Linked DNA regions of Zea mays: region 1 is linked to region 2. The links are chromatin contacts, called in public Hi-C maps. All regions are on one chromosome and are shown on one strand. The core of a region is the stretch at or near the end of the contact, and the rest is flanking DNA. Distances in the headings are between cores, read along the strand shown.

Region 1 (5,748 bases), core at 887-3,386, 250 kb after region 2:
ATATTGTTTGGTGCCTGGTGATTTCTTAACAATTTTAGCTGAAGTATAAGATAAAAATAAATATAGAATACTGATATCATGTGTTGTTGTTCTGTTACTCCGAAAATGAAAATGAAAATGTTGTTGTCATAACAAGAAGTAAATCGATCTCGTCTACCACATAGCTCTCGCGCTGGCGCGGCGCGCAACCGTCCATCATCGACACCCAGATCTCCCTGCTCACCGTTGATTCTATTCAGTGAAAGTAGTGAATTGTTCTACCCAAGTTATGGACACTTAGGTACCACATAGCTCTGTTCTTAGAAAATTTGGATTTTGTGTGCTTGAATCGATACTCTTTAATTGGTAGGATTTTGGGTTTTCCTCCTTTTGTGTGAGTAATATTGTTTCTTGTTCTATGTATTTAAGAAGCTCAATAGTTGTTGGTTAAGTTGTTTTATTTATTTCAACCTAAATTGTGTGAATCATTAAATTTGGATATTACTGCTGTAAGCTGATCCATTTTAACTGAAAACTCATTACTCCTAATTGAAGTTAAAACTGAGCATATGTAAATTTGGCCTTAGTGTTACACCCATTTGGGTTCAGTTTATAGGTGTAACCAAATGTATCTTCAGCAGTTCTAAAGGACCCAACATGTTACTAGAAAGAGGTGAATAAAAGGACTAGAGAGAGGTGAATAAAGCTAGTAGTTTTTTCTCATGCAGATCTTAGCTGGGTCTGCCCCTGGTTCCACAGCCATGGAATACCGCTCTATCAATTTGTGAAGATAATTTTGTGAATCACTTGAAGTTTCTACTGCTTGTATCGTACCTGAATGACTGGTTTCATTTTATTTAGTGGTGTCTTTGCGCCACCGGTGCTTTACCCATACCACTCTTGAATTGGTATATCTTTATTCTAATGTAATTTATTGCAACCTAGATTTAAATCATGTGAATCCTTGAATTTGGAGACTACCGCTGCAAGCTGATCCATTTTAGCCGAGAACTCATTACTCCTAATTGAAGTTAAAATTGAGTTATATAGTTCAAGGGATGACAAATTTTGATATTCTTAGATTGATTGCCTTGGGCGTGGATGTTTATTCGTTGTTACAACAATATAGACTATTGAGTATGCTTCCATTTTTTATAGGGTCCATAAGTTTGCACCACACAACCATTTGGTTTTATCTGTTGTCATTTGACCTCTGGTGGAAAGGAGTGAGATAAACTATGGAGGAATTCTGATGTTATGGATTTCCATTTAACTTCATCGTACTTGCAAGCCATGCAATATGCTATTGTTGTTATTGCCCTTTATAATCTGTGATTTTTTCTGGCTACAAAATTTTGATTGGTTTAGTCTTGAATTTGTTGTTATATAAATTTTTCTTGCATTGTAGTTCTTTTTTATTTTAAATTTATGCATTATTTCTACAAAGTTCTATGCTGACAAAGTCATCTTATTTGATGTACATCCTGCAATAGCTATTTCCATCCGTGAGCAGCTTGATGAGGGCTTCCCACCACTGTAGAGCCCACAGGAGCTAGGTGCGCCGACAGTGAATGCAGACCGCACGTGGCTTGTGCGACTCTCAGTCCCGGGCTATTTTGCAATGTATTGGTTATTTGCGAAAATAATATGAGGTATTTAGTGTATGTTTTCGTTTTTGTTGTAAACTAATATTTTAATGAATAATTTGTGTACCGTCGCAACGCACGAGTTTTGTGCTAGTAAAACAGCGCGGGTATTAGACTAGTAGTGTTTATATTTGCGTTGTTTCCCTTCCATGTCCGTGAAAAACGGTGACTATCGATTAATTTATTCTGGCTAGAATAGTAAGACTATCTCCAGCACCTTATATATCTTCATATCTATATTCAAATTTCACTATACGAATATTGTAGTCTACAATATATAATAGTGTAAAAAATCTGTCTAAATTTTTGGTAGACTACGGTCGAAAAACCACGTCATTACTCAGCTCATCATCAATTCCACTAGACAATTGTGCCTTTGCAATCCTCGTGCCCGAAAAACATCTTTCTGCTATCTTTCGCGTACAGTTTGTTGTGCTGTGGCGCCGGCCAGCAGCAAGGCCTGGTTTGGAGGGCGGTGGGCTGGGCTGGGCTGGGCTGGTGATCTCGGCTTGTGCGTGCGTGACTTAGGGCCTAGAGATGCAAAAAAAGAAGGGAAAAAAAATGATTCGTGACTCTCCCGAGGTGCGGTGCGGCCGCACCCCGCATGCCATTGCGGTATTGCCAACGTCGCTTCGCCCCTGAATCCCTCCGCTACCGCGCCTAGGGTTTTAGGCTTTTAGCACACACCGGCGGCGCTGCATACCAAGGGCTTCCCCTGCCCGCGCCGATGCCGCGCAAGCACGCGCCGGCGTTTACGCCGGAGGCAGCCTCCGCCTCTTCGTCAGGCGGGGCTGGCCAGCCGCATAACCTCCCCGTGCTTCAGGCGAAGATGAAGCGTGACCCGGAGGGCTACGAGGAGGAGCTCCGCCAGCTCCACCGCCACTTCGAGTCCTCGGTGTTCCTATTCCAGCAGCAGGCGGCGCTGGCTACAACCTCGTCCTCGGGAGGCGGCGGGGAGGTGGCCAAGGAGCTCGGGGACCTCGCCCTGTTCCTTGCCCACGTCGCGCCTTTCTACCCGGATGACCTCGCCGATTTGCCCGACCAGATTGGTGGCTTGCTCGACACCAACGCGCGTGGGCTGCCGCCGGGGCTCAGGTCTCACCTCGTGCAGGCGCTTGTATTGCTGGTGAATCGGAAGGTAAATAATTTTGGTCTTACTGCCGCTGATAGTTTTTCAATCAAAATCTCGGGGACATGTGAGTTATGTTTGTTTTGACAACGGGTAGCCATTTTGTCTTTTAATTGCAGCTTAGTATTGCAAATGCAAAATGGTTAATTTTTTGTGTGGAGTTTAGAATAGATATGATTGCGGTTGGCTTAGTGGAAGGATGCCAACAGATTAAGGAAATCGGTTTTACACTGAGTATGATTTTTTTAGAATTTTTCAAAACTACACGCTCATGTTCCTATTCTAGTATTTCAACATCAATAAATCATTGATTTTTTTATCAAATATGTGAGCTTCACTACATATCACTACACTTGGATATAGTGCTAGATAACTTTTGCTAGATCTGTATTACAATGAGTACCCTCTTTCAAGTAAGCATTGGGAATATATATATCTGAAACTAGTATTTTTGGGTATGGGTTATTAACTAGGTGCCAATAATTCACCTTTTCTTTGCACAATAACTGATTGAACTTACACATCCTGTGAACCATTGAAATCCAACCACTTGTTTTGCTAACCCCTCTTTCGTTTTAAAAATAAAAATCAGATTGTCGATCTTGAGGACACAATGGAGTTATTCATGGAGCTTCAAGTTATTGGAGATCGAGCTGTAAAAAAGCTAGCATTTTCGCATATTGTACACAGTATCAGGAGGATGAACCAGAAGCACAAGAATGAATCGACAAATCGTAAACTGCAAAACGTCCTTTTTAAATTCTTACAGGTCTGCAACATATTGTGAATGCATTAATCAGTGGTACCAGGTTTTAGCATATTGAAAAACAAATACAAATTTGTTTTCCCCTAGCTCATTTTGTACACCTGTTTGTCAGGCTGAAGAAGAGTCACGAGCAAAGAGAGCATTTACTATCCTTTGTGATCTTCACCGTCGGAGGGTCTGGTTTGATGAACGCACAACAAATGCAATATGTGATGCTTGTTTCCACCCTTCCTCTAGGTACATGCTGCAGAACATTTTAAAAAAAATCTATTCACAGCTCCCAGCCTAAAATGATTGTCATTACACGCAGGATTATGATAGCTGCTATTTCATTTCTTCTTGGATATGAAAATGCTCCACAAGAGGATGATAGCGACGCATCAAGCAGTGAAGATGAAGCAGATCAAAACCCACAAATTCTTCTCAGTAAACAGGACGTTTATAAGGTGCTTTAACTGTTTAATTGTGCCTTAATTGCCCATTTGTCATTTTTAGATATACTTGGTTTGCTTTGCTTTATTCCCTCTGATGCATCGTTTGCATTTTCTTGGTATATGAATTCTCAGGCAAATCACAAGGGTACGTCTGCTAGTAAAAAAAAGAAGAAAGCTAAATTACAGCGGGTCATTCGTAGCATGAAAAGACAACAGCGGAAATCTGTCGAGGAAACTGGTTCCAGTTTCTATTCACCCCTGACATATTTAAAAGATGCCCAGGTGAGATGGTGCCTCTAATAACTATGGAATGGCATATCCATTTCTTATCTATGGAACTCTATTATGCTAAAATGTTTATTTTTGTTTTTGGATGGCAGGGTTTTGCGGAGAAGCTTTTCTCTCGGTTGCAGAAATGCAATGAGCGATTTGAGGTCATACTCATTTTTTGTACACGCATAACGTTGCTAATGCCTTCTTTGACCTTCTCTTTGGCAAGAATCAAGCATTTAAGCTTCGAGAAAATCTTTTTCACTGCAGGTAAGGATGATGATGCTAAAAGTAATCGCGAGGACCATTGGGCTGCATCACTTGGTTTTGTTGAACTTCTACCCGTATCTTCAAAGATACGTTCAAGTATGTTATTTAAGATGGTATTTTTGTTTGTGTCGTCCTTTGAAACACCAACTAGTTTGGTAATACTAACTCATGTATAATTTTTGGTACATCCATGTGCAGCCTCATCAACGAGATGTGACGACTCTACTCGCTGCAGCAGTTCAGGCTTGCCATGATATGGTTGCGCGTCTTCAAAAGTTCATTGCTTTGCAACTATTGGTTCCACTTACATTACTTTTTTTCTGAATGCAAAATGTATGTGTAAATGTTAGGTACCTCCAGATGCTGTTGAACCACTGTTCAAGCAGATAGTAAATCAGTTTGTGCATGACCGTTCTCGTCCAGAGGTTTGCATGCCCCCTTTCAGCATACTATGTGTTGTTCCAGCTAACAAGACTGCATGAACATATATCTGACTTTACTTCTTTTAGGCTATTGCTGTTGGCTTAAATGTTGTGAGAGAGATCTGCATGAGAATACCTTTGGTAGGTACCTTAATGTTTGGATGGCTTAAACAATACTCTTGTCTGCAATGGTACTAGACAGATACCCTTAGGCACTGGAACTGAAATCTATTGCTTTTGTTAGCTGTGTTTCATATATGACATAAGCAGAGGGGATAATGACCATGTTTTCACTAATTATTCTTTTCTGTATTAATTACTGATAGACTGAAAAGGTTGCAATGTTGTGCTCCTAAGTCCTAACAGAATTAAACATGTAAATAGCTGAATTGGAATAAAGTTGTGAACGGTTTTAGTTTGTGGTTGTCTGCCATTATCGTCATTGTGGTGGATTTTTTTATTGGTGCTCTTGCTGATGCAAAACACACATGTAAACCTGAGATTTTTGTGCATTCTAGAATATCTGGTCAGATGTACAGTTTCTTTCTTCAACTTATCTTTATACTTCATCCACTATGGCAAACCTGCAGATGATGAATGAGGATCTGCTCCAAGACCTCGTTTTATACAAAAAGTCCCATGAGAAAGCTGTTTCCATTGCTGCTCGTTCGCTGATCACATTGTTCAGAGAGGTCAGATAATTTCTTACAAATTTTCCAATATTTTTTCTATATGTTGGAATCCCCTGTCGCTAAACCTCTGTTGATTGAAGTTCAGATCTGTCCTTCATTGTTAGTCAAGAAAGATCGTGGCCGTCCTGTGGATCCAAAGG
Region 2 (5,755 bases), core at 318-2,817:
TGTCGCCGAGCCCGAGCCCCACCAGGTCCCACCAGGCTGCGCGCATGGCGGCGGGGGTTGGGGCGGGACGCGGGTGGTTGTTGGGGGGCATGGCTGCGCGCATGGCCGGGTGCCCGTGGCGGCGGGTGCGGCTGCGAGAGCGAGAGCGAGAGCGAGGCAATCGGACGGTCGAGATGGAGGCGGGGGTATGGTTGTGCCTAGTCTACACTATTGCCTTAAGGATTAGTAGAGATTTTGGACATGCCAAATACTTGCTATAAACAAGTGTTTGATTTTGCTATTCACAATTATTACCGCATCTGCTAAAAGGCATGCCTGTACGGGGGCTCATCATTGGCTGCCAAAAGGCAGCAGGGTAGGGCAGCCCCGTCGGTAGGGAACTTCTAGGAATCTGGTTGGCAGGGATCCCTGGGCCCTGTCTACCAAAGGAGGCCCGCCTTAGGCTCTGTTTGTTTTGTGTCAATTCATAGGGATTGAGGGGGATTAAATCCCCTATAAGTCAAAATCCTCTCCAATCCCTTCCAATCCCCTTCAATCCCTATGATTTTGGGATCAAACGAACATGGCCTTAGGGTTCGTTTGGGAGCCTTAAATCCGGCGAGGTTTCTGGCCAAAACACGGGTTGCCCAGCTCCTCGGTGTGGAAACACCGGTGTGGCTACGCCTGCATTTGGAAGCCCGGGGAATGTCTAACCTGGTTCGGGCTAGTTTTGGCGGGGAGAAAAAATACGCCTATGAAGGCCGGGCACGCCCGTCTCCCGAGTCCCGACTCAAACTCTTCAGTCTTTGCATCTGCTTACCTCTCTTTCTCCATTCAGAAAATATATTTTCCATTCTAAGAATAATAAATAATTGCAGTATGAAACTAGTTGTAATACTGTGAAGTAGCTGCTAAAATCACCGGTTCGTTTGCAGGTTTGGAGCTTTATCTTTGATGTGTTTTCAAAGCTCTGCTCGTCCTCTACCAAAACATTGAGATGTGTGTTGTTCACGATTGACTAATTGATTTCTCTGATGCCCAATTTGATCAGAAATTCTTGTGGTGCCGTGCAAGTCCAGAGTTTCCTATTCATTTGATTCCCGTGCATTTCCAGCTAGCCGGAAGTATCTTTGTAGATTGATGTGGTACTAGTACTAGACTAGTAGCACGATCTGTCGTAATGCTGAATAATCCATAAGCCAATGCTTTTCTTGGTGTGCTGAATAATCCACTGATGGCAGCCTGTGCTAGAATGACAGGTTTGACCTATGGGGCAGCGAGTGTCAGCATCAGCTACTTGTCCACACACACACATCTTGGATTTGTTTGGTGCATCGAATCTCCAAATTTGATGGTCATGCTATTAGCCTATGTTTCTACATACGACAGCTTCATCAGTGGTCCAGATTATTCCTCCTTTCCCATCTAATAAATTTGACAACTGACAAGAGCAGCATCTGAGTTGGAGGGATAGAAAAATCTCAGCATCTGCGCCATTTTCTACTACTTATCCTTGGGGTTGAACTGTCTAACGGTTCTACCATTGTGCTATCTCCTTTGTTTGTCTTCTCCACAACCATATATACACCAACTTGCCAAGGAAGGCTTCATGGCCATGGCTTACCTCCCCGTTTTCGTCTTCCTGTTCATGGTTGTCTTATGCCAATCCGATGACAGGCTAACACCTGCAAAGCCACTCTTGCCCAACGAGGTGCTCATCTCAGGCGGTGGTGTCTTTGCTCTTGGCTTCTTCTCCCTGAAGAACTCTTCAAGGTCTTATGTCGGCATATGGTACAACAACATTCCCGAGCGCACATACGTGTGGATTGCCAACCGCGACAACCCAATTACCACCAATGTGCCTGGGAAGCTAGTTTTTACCAACAGTTCTGACCTTGTCTTGTTAGACTCCACAGGCCGCACCATCTGGACGACGACAAACAACTATACCGCAGGAGGAGGCGGTGAAACTGCTTCCATCCTGCTCGACTCGGGGAACTTGGTTATCCGGTTGCCAAATGGCACCGACATATGGGAGAGCTTCAGTTACCCGACTGACACAATTGTCCCCAATGTAAATTTTTCACTGAACGTAGCTTCCAGCGCTACGCTCCTTGTTGCCTGGAAGGGACCTGATGACCCATCCAGTAGTGATTTCTCCATGGGTGGCGACCCTAGCTCAGGTCTCCAGATTATCGTTTGGAATGGGACACAGCCATACTGGAGAAGAGCCGCATGGGGTGGTGAACTGGTGCACGGCATATTCCAAAACAACACAAGCTTCATGATGTACCAGACAGTTGTCGATACAGGAGACGGGTATTACATGCAATTGACTGTGCCTGATGGCTCACCTAGCATACGCTTAACTTTGGATTACACAGGCATGTCCACTTTCCGAAGATGGAACAACAACACGTCTTCGTGGAAAATCTTTAGCCAATTCCCCTATCCATCATGTGACAGGTATGCCTCTTGTGGCCCATTTGGCTACTGCGATGACACAGTACCTGTTCCTGCATGCAAGTGCCTTGATGGTTTTGAGCCCAATGGTCTTGATTCTTCCAAAGGATGTCGGAGAAAGGATGAGCTGAAATGTGGTGACGGAGATAGTTTCTTCACCTTGCCCAGCATGAAGACTCCTGACAAGTTCTTATACATCAAGAACAGAAGCCTTGACCAATGCGCTGCAGAGTGCAGGGACAACTGCTCATGCACAGCGTATGCTTATGCTAACCTGCAAAATGTTGACACCACGATTGACACGACAAGGTGCTTGGTCTCAATCATGCACAGCGTAATTGATGCTGCAGTGACACTTGCCTGTAATTGATGCTGCCTCAATCGGTCTCAATTCTAGGCAAAGACCATCCAATGTGTGGTGATAGATTTTTGACAGTGTTATTCTCTTTGTGGACTACATTTGTGCAGTTAGTAAGAATAAGAAGAGTACCACATTGAAGATTGTACTCCCGATTATGGCTGGTTTGATTCTTCTAATAACATGCACATGGCTTGTATTCAAGCCAAAAGGTAGGACACTACTTCATTTTTCAGAGTGCAGTGTTAATGAGGTACTCATAAAAACGAGACTGATATCAATGTGTCCGTTCCTGCCAGACAAACACAAAAGCAAGAAAAGTCAGTACACACTGCAACACTCGGATGCTTCCAACAGGTTTGAGAACGAAAATTTGGAATTTCCATCAATTGCCTTAGAAGACATCATCGTTGCGACAAACGACTTCTCTGATTTTAACATGCTTGGAAAAGGTGGATTCGGAAAAGTTTACAAGGTAAATAAAAGTTTTAGCTTGATAGTTTCAGTAGAAGAAATATTGTAGCACTTATCTGGATAAATCGACAAACGGTTTCCTCATCTAGGCAATGTTGGAAGGTGGCAAGGAAGTAGCTGTCAAAAGGCTCAGTAAAGGCTCTACACAGGGGGTCGAGGAATTTAGAAATGAAGTAGTTCTGATTGCTAAACTGCAGCACAGAAACTTAGTTAGACTTCTTGATTGCTGCATTCATAAAGATGAGAAGTTACTGATATATGAATACTTACCAAACAAAAGCTTGGACGCCTTCCTTTTTGGTACGTTCTGACTTCATTTCACATATTACGAAACAATTTTAGACTAACTGAAATTGTGACTCACAATACATTCATGAAGATGCTACAAGGAAATCTTTGCTTGATTGGCCATCCCGTTTCAAAATAATTAAAGGTGTAGCACGAGGACTTCTTTATCTCCACCAGGATTCAAGATTAACGATAATTCATAGAGATCTCAAAGCAAGCAACATCTTGTTAGACACAGAAATGAGTCCCAAGATATCGGATTTCGGTATGGCGAGGATTTTTGGTGGAAATGAGCAACATGCAAACACTACTCGAGTTGTTGGAACATAGTAAGTAATTCGTCCACAAGCCAAAGTTTAACATGGTAAATATGTATGTGTAGTTTAACTAATTCAAACTGTACATTCCATTTCTTTTCTTCTTGGAAATGGTTCAAACAGTGGTTACATGTCTCCTGAATATGCTATGGAAGGCTCATTCTCTGTCAAGTCTGACACCTATAGCTTTGGTGTTCTACTACTGGAGATTGTAAGCGGCTTAAAGATTGGCTCACCCCATCTGATAATGGACTATCCAAATCTCATTGCTTATGTAAGTACAAAGGAATTCCGGACTATTGAACAGCTCAAAAACACTTTTGGTGACTTGACCAGAACTTAGTTTCATTGGTTCAGGCATGGAGCTTATGGGAAGGTGGAAATGCAAGGGAATTGGTGGACTCGTCGGTTCTGGTGAGTTGTCCACTTCAGGAAGCTGTACGATGCATCCACTTGGGTCTTTTATGTGTCCAAGACAGTCCAAATGCGAGGCCGCTCATGTCATCCATTGTGTTCATGCTAGAAAATGAAACAGCCCCGGTTCCTACCCCAAAAAGACCTGTATATTTTACTACTAGGAATTATGAAACTAATCAGTCAGATCAATACATGCGAAGATCGCTGAATAACATGAGTATCACAACTCTAGAGGGGCGTTAAATGTTTAGTTTCATTGTTCGCTATTTTGGTAAACTTTTGTTTAATGTGTGCCATTAAACAATTACATTAGGTTTGTATTAATACAATTACGCTAGCCGTTCAGGTTTGTACATAGAAAATGTTCCATTAAATCTGTTGTACACCATCGGTTCGGTGGGTTGTATTGATATATTCTCGAGACTGTAAAGTTCACTAGTTTTTACAACTGGTTCCGCATGTCAAATGTCGGTTATCTATCTGATCATGTGTGCATAACTCAGTAGTCCTCTGATGTTGCTTTACATGTAAGAATTTCCTGCTTCTTGGATTTATCTGGCAGTCAATGAGTGTGAAACCTTGAACCGATGGCTCCTATCACAAGAAAAGCTGGTGAAAATTTATTCGTTCTCTCTGAATCTGCAAGCAACCATCATCGTTTTTACTGCTACACAGCTTATTACGAAGAAATGACCATTGTATGTTCTTTTATCATAATATTGATTACACAGTTTCCATAAAAAACAACAAAACAAAGGTACTCAATAATACCTAAAAGGCTATTTGCTGAATGCCAGATTGAGCTTCATAAGATTGGGTGTTATCCAAGTAGGACAGGGCCAGTTGAACCAAATTTGAGACACAATTTCCTTCTTGACACTATTTTCCAAGTCTATAACTCCCATATCATGTGTGTGTGGTTTAACTAATTCAAGCTGTACATTCTATTTCTTTTCTTATCTGAAATGGTTCACCGTGCATACATGTCTCCTGAATATGCTATGGAAGGCTCATTCTCTGTCAAGTCTGACACCTATAGCTTTGGTGTTCTACTACTGGAGATTGTAATCAGCTTAAAGATTGGCTCACCCCATCTGATAATGGACCATCTAAACCTCATTACTTATGTAAGTACAGAGGAATTCCTGACTATTGAACAACTCAAAAACACTCTTTTGGTGACTTGACTAGAACTTTTTTTTTTGAAACAAACTTGACTAGAACTTAGTTTCATTGGTTCAGACGAGTTTATGGGAAGATGGAAATGCAAGGGAATTGGTGCACTCGTCGGTTTTGGAGAGTTGTCCAGCTGTACGATGTATTCACTTGGGTCTTTTATGCGTCCAAGACAGTCCAAATGCGAGGCCGCTCATGCCATCCGTTGTGTTCATGCTAGCAAATGAAACAGCCCCACTTCCTACCCCAAATAAACCTATATATTTTACTACTAGGAATTATG

Evidence for each region. A called contact is a pair of places that touch in the nucleus more often than the background predicts.
Region 1: a Hi-C map of tassel shows a contact between it and region 2, with 2.5 times the contacts expected there. The contact joins the promoter of LOC103645893 here to the promoter of LOC103648371 in region 2. A contact is called at or near these places in 2 of 25 Hi-C or Micro-C datasets (ear and tassel).

The regions. Positions count from the first base shown.
Region 1 is chr2:7,910,553-7,916,300 of Zm-B73-REFERENCE-NAM-5.0, forward strand. LOC103645893 (protein SDA1 homolog) reads left to right here and starts at 2,137. Exons shown (of 15, transcript XM_008670617.3): 1 at 2,137-2,763; 2 at 3,347-3,523; 3 at 3,633-3,757; 4 at 3,831-3,966; 5 at 4,087-4,236; 6 at 4,335-4,388; 7 at 4,495-4,590; 8 at 4,693-4,752; 9 at 4,845-4,919; 10 at 5,004-5,057; 11 at 5,507-5,608; 12 at 5,694-5,748. The coding sequence starts at 2,353.
Region 2 is chr2:7,661,068-7,666,822 of Zm-B73-REFERENCE-NAM-5.0, forward strand. It overlaps LOC103648371 (G-type lectin S-receptor-like serine/threonine-protein kinase B120), which reads left to right and starts at 1,568. Exons shown (of 7, transcript XM_035965160.1): 1 at 1,568-3,275; 2 at 3,364-3,574; 3 at 3,654-3,891; 4 at 4,003-4,153; 5 at 4,237-4,293. The coding sequence starts at 2,958.